Regions from separate parts of the Mus musculus genome. Here region 2 is linked to region 1. A link is a contact called in public Micro-C data. All regions are on one chromosome and are shown on one strand. Each heading gives the region's core, a stretch centred on a gene start, on an enhancer-like site or on the middle of the called end of the contact. The rest is flanking DNA. Distances are from core to core; before and after follow the strand shown.

Region 1 (3,272 bases), core at 302-2,801:
CAGCATAGTCCTTCAAGTTCCCAGCTCCCCGTAGCTGTAGTGTTAAGACAGCTCTCTGCAACATCTGGATGAGACAGATATTTGCAAGTCCCCAAAACCCAAGAAAGTCCCCTCCACAACTCAAGAAACCCTGTGATGGGCATCATTAATGGGGAGGGGGTTGTTTCCTATTTCCAAAGCTACTTCATAGACAGTGCAAGGCCCCCGCTCAGATATTGTTGTGCCAGTCCCTCTGCCCTGTCAAGTGTCCCAGATGGACTTGAAACTCACTGCAGGCTCCTCTCTGAGCTTCATTAGCTACTTTGATTGTTGTTACAAGTCAGACATAGCAGCATGGAGATAAGAGAGCACGAGGTAAAACCGACCAAGCTGCTCAAAAGTTTCCACATAAGAACTTCAACAGTGCTAGAGCGATGAGAACTCATTTTCCTATAAAAGAACCTTCCTGTGAAAATATCCAGTGGCTTTGTGCTAAATAAAAGCAGAGTGAAGCCTAAACATCTCCGATTCAGCCAGAGTGAGATTAGCTAGATTTGCAAAGTCAAGAAAATTGGCAGTTTCCCTCCTCCTCCCGGAGCTAATAGAATCCAACTGTTGGAGTATGACATCATTCTCGACCCCCAAACTCTGAAGTGAAGAGCACAGACACTGGCCTGCCATAAACAGCCCGACTCAAAGCAAGGGGCTCAGAGGTGCCCTTACCTGGTAGTCCGGGTGATTTCTTGCCCACTCCATTCTCCACAGAGGCTGGCTCACACCACAGTCGCTTAGGGAGCCCAGGGCCCCCAGATCCACTGGCTTAAGCTCCAGTACCTGCTGCGAACTTCCCACAGCTCCTTCCTCTGACCTTTCAAGACACTCCTTCCAGCCAAGTGAGCAGAGCTAGCGCAGCTAGCCAGTCAGGCTGGTTGTCATGGAGACCTGTCCTAGGCTGCACACACGCTTGCAGGCTTGCTCTCACTCAGCTAGGCGCTCTCCCTCAACCCGGTGTCCCAGGAGCGAGCTAGCACGCGCACGTTTATGCGTGCGCGTGCTTCTACACATTCTCTGAGTTCTAGCCGGCCTTGAAACAGCGCGGTCTTTTGATCGGCTCAGTTTATGCATGCATTCCACTCCTCCTACCTCCCTTCCAGTCAACCAGGAGCCCAGGTCTGTTCCTGGGAACTTGCTGCAACAACCCAGAGGGGAGAAGGGTGAGGACAGTGAGTGGACTTGTTTTCCTCCCCTCTAGTGTCTCAGCTTTTATAACTTGGAAGAATCCCTGCCAAAGGGGAGGGAGCTAGCTGAAGGCTTGGAGGGGAAGCAAGCACTTCCTCTGGGTCCTGCAGCAGCAGCGGAATGAGGAGGGACCCTGATGCGTGCTGCCTCAACTTGTTTGTTCGCTTGGGATTTTTCAGGAGCATTTGGGGCAGAAACACAGTTCACATCCTAGAAGCTGGCCTAGACTGGCCTCTCTGGTTACCTTGTTGACTGTTCAGGTCCTGGAGACAGCTTTTAGCCAGTACAGGGTCCCATGGTACTAGTGCCAGAGCCCAAGCAGTCTCTTGTCTTCCTGCAAAGGAGAAGAAACAAACTAGATCAGGATTAGGAGGAACACTGTTTAAGTCTACAGTCAGAGCCAGGACATCAAACACAATGCAAACAGCCTCCTCTCTGAACAAAAGATCCACAGCCCAGGCCTCCAATGAGAAACTGTACAAGTGCCAGGGCCGTACCTGGGACACAGAAGGCCCTTTTAGTAGCCCTATGTATACTTTTGCTTGGATGCTGCCTAACCCTCTCAAAATAGATGTACTAGTTTGTTTGATGCTCTTAACACACTGGTCAGATAGGTTTGCTACCATTTTATAGATGGGATCACTGAGGCCCAGAGAGATCAGATACTTGATCCACACTTACCTAACTAGTTAGGAACTGAGAGTAGAGACAAGTCAAGGGTCTCCTAGTCCTTTATGTTTTGCTATAAAGTACACAGAAGCCTGATCTTGAAAACCAGCTCATTTTCTAAGAACCACAAGTGTGGGCCTCCAAGGGAAAGTGAAGACTCTATCTAAGTCCTGTTAAGGTAAATCTATCTGCCACCCTTCTAGCCCAAAGATTTAATGACCGATAACATCTATGACATGCACAATATCTGCTGCAAACTAGAGAAAAAATGCCCTGCCCTACCCCCAAGTACTATCTTACATCTTCCCAAAATAACCTCCCAAATCCTGGTTCATTTTTTTCTCTGACAGAGTAGTCCTAAAAGTTACGACTGGTGTTATATTAATTTAACACATTTTAAAAATGTATCTAAAGTAAAGTTAAATTACTTGCTCCCATTTACTGAACCAGGAAATGAGAGATCCAAAACCAGTGTCCAAGCCTTTCAACTTTCTGGCATACATTAAGCAGAACAGTTGCCAAGAATACCAGAGCTAGAGTCACAAGACCTTAGCAGTGCCTGACCTCATCGCCAACTGGCCACCTGTCACTGAGCCAGCCTCCTCCCGACTTTCTACTTTCTATGAATATATCTCATACTGGGGTGGCAGAGGACTAGGGTGTGAGGTGCAGTGTCAAGGTGCTATTAGTCAAAAACACTTCAAATTAGGCACTCAGCTCTCATCCACCACCCCCCAATTGTTAGTACCTCTCCTCCACCAATCTAGTAGATATATTTTTCAAGTAGAACTCGGGGTTGGTAAATGGATTGACTGCATGTGGGAAGGTGGAGGCTGATGAGGATGAAGACAATGAGGCTCAAGGAGGCCATTCTCCAATGCTGCTCCTCAAAATAATGCTGGGGGAGGGGTGGGGGGGCCCTGATGGAATCTGTAACGCTTATCCCTTGCAGAATTCCTTGTGATGTTGACTCACCTTCAGTATGCTACAAAATTCCCAAAACCAGACTTTGGTTGACTTGAATTTAACTCACAAATATATGCTGAAGATAATACACAAAAACACGACATAAAACCCAAGTAGAAATGGCAGACTACTACAGATCCTTAAGTAGTGATAAGCCCAGAATCCCCACATCTGCATAGGAATTCAGTATCACTAAAGCTCTGTTTCTCTTTCCTCTTAAACACAGCAAATTCTGCTCTTTATCTGAACCCAAGGAACACACACCTGCCTAGTCTCCGAACCCAGATGAGGCAAGTCCACCCCTTTCTACAATAAGATCAAATTCACTGGAGTTGACAATATCAACTAAAATTTTCTGGGACCCTTCCAGTCAAACAGTGTGAGTCAGGCTACCAAAGCAGAAAGTCAGTCACTAAAGT
Region 2 (3,272 bases), core at 558-3,057, 6.4 Mb after region 1:
AACTAGCATCCATCTGAGCAGACAGGGAGACAAAGCTCTGCTCTAAGAACCCCAAGCTGAACAGGAATGAGAAGGGAAACAACAGATCTGCCCAGCTCCCAGGTCCACTAGCAGCCCCAAGCAACTAGGCCTGAAGCGGGAGCAGAAACTACAATCAGGCACTGACACTAAATTATTGTGATAGACCTCTGAGAGTGGGGGAAGCAGGGAGACAAGTGAGCAGATCTGAAGTCTCTTCCCAAGCCAAGTCACACAGTGCCAAGACTGGCTGATCCCAATAGATGAGTGCACACAGAGTGTTTGAGCAGATTCTCCAGGGCAGCATGTGGGTAGGATGTGGCCAGGTTTGTTCTGTTTCCCCTTTCCCCATCCAGTCTGCAACCTGCCGCTGATGTTGGGTACCTTCTCCTAACCAGCACTTGCCCCTTAGCTGAAAACTACGAAAAACTGGAGAAGGAGAAAAGGCAAAAATCAAAAGCGAGATTTCATGGTCAGTCTTCCTAGCCAGGGCCTCTCCAGGCTCTCCTGGCCGGTTAGGCTTCCCTTGGGAATCCTGTAATCCAGAGCTGAACTGAGCTACTCAAGTCAGCCAAGCCCGTGCCTATGGGCCTTGGGGATGAGGTGCTGAGTACGCAGGCTAATTATACATGTGGCATTTGGGCAGCCAACTGTCCAGTTGACACCTTACCTTATGAGGAAGCGTCCTCCCCACCAACTGTTCAAAACAAAATGCCATCTCGGGATCAGCTTCGCCTGCTCTGGGCCGGTTCAGGGTTCCCTCTCCTACCGCCTCTCGCCTCTCCAACCTAACACAAGAATGTGGCCTAGGGAGGCCAGTCGCAGGCAGGCAGGCCCGCCAGGGTTGGGGGGACAGGCGGGGCGGGCCTTGCCAGGTGTCTGTCCTGTCCCCCCTCACTGTGGACCAGCTCGGGAACGTAACCACTTGACCTTTTTATTCACCGAACCCACCTTCTAGAAATAGACTGGGCGGGGCTGTGTCTGTTCTCGGACCAGGGGGAAAACCCGGACATGTGACTACAAAGGACAGAAGAGAGGAGACCCTGGTGGGCGGGGGGAAGGGGCATTCTCTCCACTGGGTTGCTGGCTGGGCGGTTCCGTGAGGGCCAAAAGCCAAGCCACTGGAGTTCACCCTGGAGCCCAGCGTCCAGGACCGAGAAGTCACCAGAACTCCCTCTCAGACATTGAAACTGGAGGTCCGGAGCCCAATCTATTGTGCCGCTGGGACAGTTTCGGACTATCTTGAGACTGAAACTTCAAGTGCGGCCCTTACAGGAGGCAACTCGCAGAAGCAGCCTAGAACAGCCCATCTTGCTAACTAGCAGCCCTGCCAGCCCAGTAAATGACTTATTTTAGACCACAAACTGGAGTCGCTGCCGATAACTGGTCATTCACACAAACAAACATTTTCAAACTTGGTCAGAGTCAGACAAGCTTAAATAAAACTCATAATACGCCGGAAACGACCACCTTTTATCTATCCGAACACACCAATTCTTTTTATCTTAAAGCTGCGCGGACCCGGAGCCAGTCTGTCCTCCGCAGAGCCCGGCCGTTCCTTTGCATTTGCAGCAGTTCAGCCCCAGCAGCCTTTGCACAAACCCGGGTCCTTCTTCGTACTGCCCTTTAAGGGAGAAAGCCGAAAGCAGCTCCCCCGGGGCAGGCGAGCCTCGCCAACACCGCCTCCCGCCCAGGGCCCAGCCGGTGCTCCGAACATCGGCCCGCAGCGGGCAGCCAGTAGCGGGCCGGGCAGAGAGCCTAGAGGGACGAAGGTTGCGGGTCAGGCTCTGAGCCGAGGGTGCCGGCTGAAGCGCAGAGGACCTGGAAGCCGAACCCGCGCGAGCCTTACGGGGCTGTCCCTCGCCCACGCCGTCAGCGGGCCAGCCTGCGCAGCAAGCGTGCTGAGCAAAAAGGACCACCGTTGGGTTGCAAACTGCCTTGGAGTTCGGTTTGTGTACTGCTGAGAGGACCATTAAAAGTAAAGTGCAATAGTGGAGGGAGCAAGGGGAACTGGAACTCGAGCGTCCCGGGAAAGTCGTGGGAAGCCCCGGTGGTGGAGGGCGAGGAGGGAGCGCGCGGCTTCTAGCCACCCGGGTTTTCTTTAATCCTCCGGGTAAATTTCACCCCTAGCGCGGAGAGCTACGAAGATCCTGGAGTCCCGCCCGCCCTAGGCCAGCGTCAACCCCACAACTAGCCAACGATCCCAGTCCGAAATGGGGGAGGTTCAGAAGCCCTGCGGGTCCTCCCGGCCCCTGAGCCACAGCCTGGCTAACACTGACGCCTCTTAGAACTGCGGCGGCGCAGTCACACGGCAAATCGACACTTTTCAAGAAAACAAAATATTCATTCTCTAACAAAACTAACTTCGCATTGAGTTTCTATTGGGGGAGAGGGGTTAACTCGGCCCTAAAGGAAGCCCGTTTTGTCCAGGTTAGATTTTGTCTACTTATGGATCAGCCGTTGGGTGAGGGTTTAATTTATGGCTTATGCATTCTTTTAAGGTCGATTTACATGACCTCCGGCTACAACTAAGATTGCCGAAGAGGGCACTCCAGTCGTCAGTCGGCCAAACCCACAATTACAACAGCCCTCCCCCACCTTCTGTGGCTCAGACTCCCCTGGCAATCTAAACTGTTCTCTCTCTCTCTCTCTCTCTCTCTCTCTCTCTCTCCCTCTCCCCCCTCTCCCCCCTCTCCCCTCTCCCCTCTTCCCCCTCTCCCCTCTCTCCCCTCTCTCCCTCTCCCCATCCTTTCCTCCTCCACCTTTCTCTTGTTTCTTCTTTTTTATGACTTTACTTTTTGATATTATGAATAACATAAAATATCACTTTGAAAGTTTCGCTAAAACTTTCTCAAAACCCAAGCAAGCATGCCGCGATGAAAGATCCAGTGTTCACAAAGCCCTCAAGATGTTGCCCTCTTGTGGGTACAAAGGGCATTGCCATCCAAGAGCCCCATCTGAACCCTAAGCTGGAGAATAGAAAGAGCGAGGGAAAGGGAGAGAGGGGAGGAAGAGGAGAGAGAGGGGAGGGGGAGGGAGAAGGAGAGAGAGAGAGAGAGAGAGAGAGAGAGAGAGAGAGAGAGAGAGAGAGAGAGAGAGAGAGAGAGAGAGAGAAACACTAACACAACACAGTAGGCACACCAACTTCTTCCATCCCACACTTGTGCGAACTTCCATGAAATACCTACCTCGAACTTTACGGAGACTTAACAATTCACTCTCTAAGCCACCTGACTTCTTTTTCATCTCATTCC

The links. A called contact is a pair of places that touch in the nucleus more often than the background predicts.
Region 2: a contact with region 1 is called in a Micro-C map of embryonic stem cells, with 14 times the contacts expected there. The contact joins the promoter of Sox6os here to the promoter of Denn2b in region 1. A contact is called at or near these places in 1 of 39 promoter capture datasets (embryonic stem cells) and 4 of 484 Hi-C or Micro-C datasets (all in embryonic stem cells).

What each region holds. Positions count from the first base shown.
Region 1 is chr7:109,615,596-109,618,867 of GRCm38.p6, forward strand. It overlaps Denn2b (DENN domain containing 2B), which reads right to left and starts at 1,552. Exons shown (of 20, transcript NM_001001326.1): 1 at 1,463-1,552.
Region 2 is chr7:116,030,172-116,033,443 of GRCm38.p6, forward strand. Sox6os (SRY (sex determining region Y)-box 6, opposite strand) reads left to right here and starts at 1,808. Exons shown (of 2, transcript NR_152104.1): 1 at 1,808-1,996; 2 at 2,149-2,379. The region is part of intron 1 of Sox6 (SRY (sex determining region Y)-box 6); the gene reads right to left.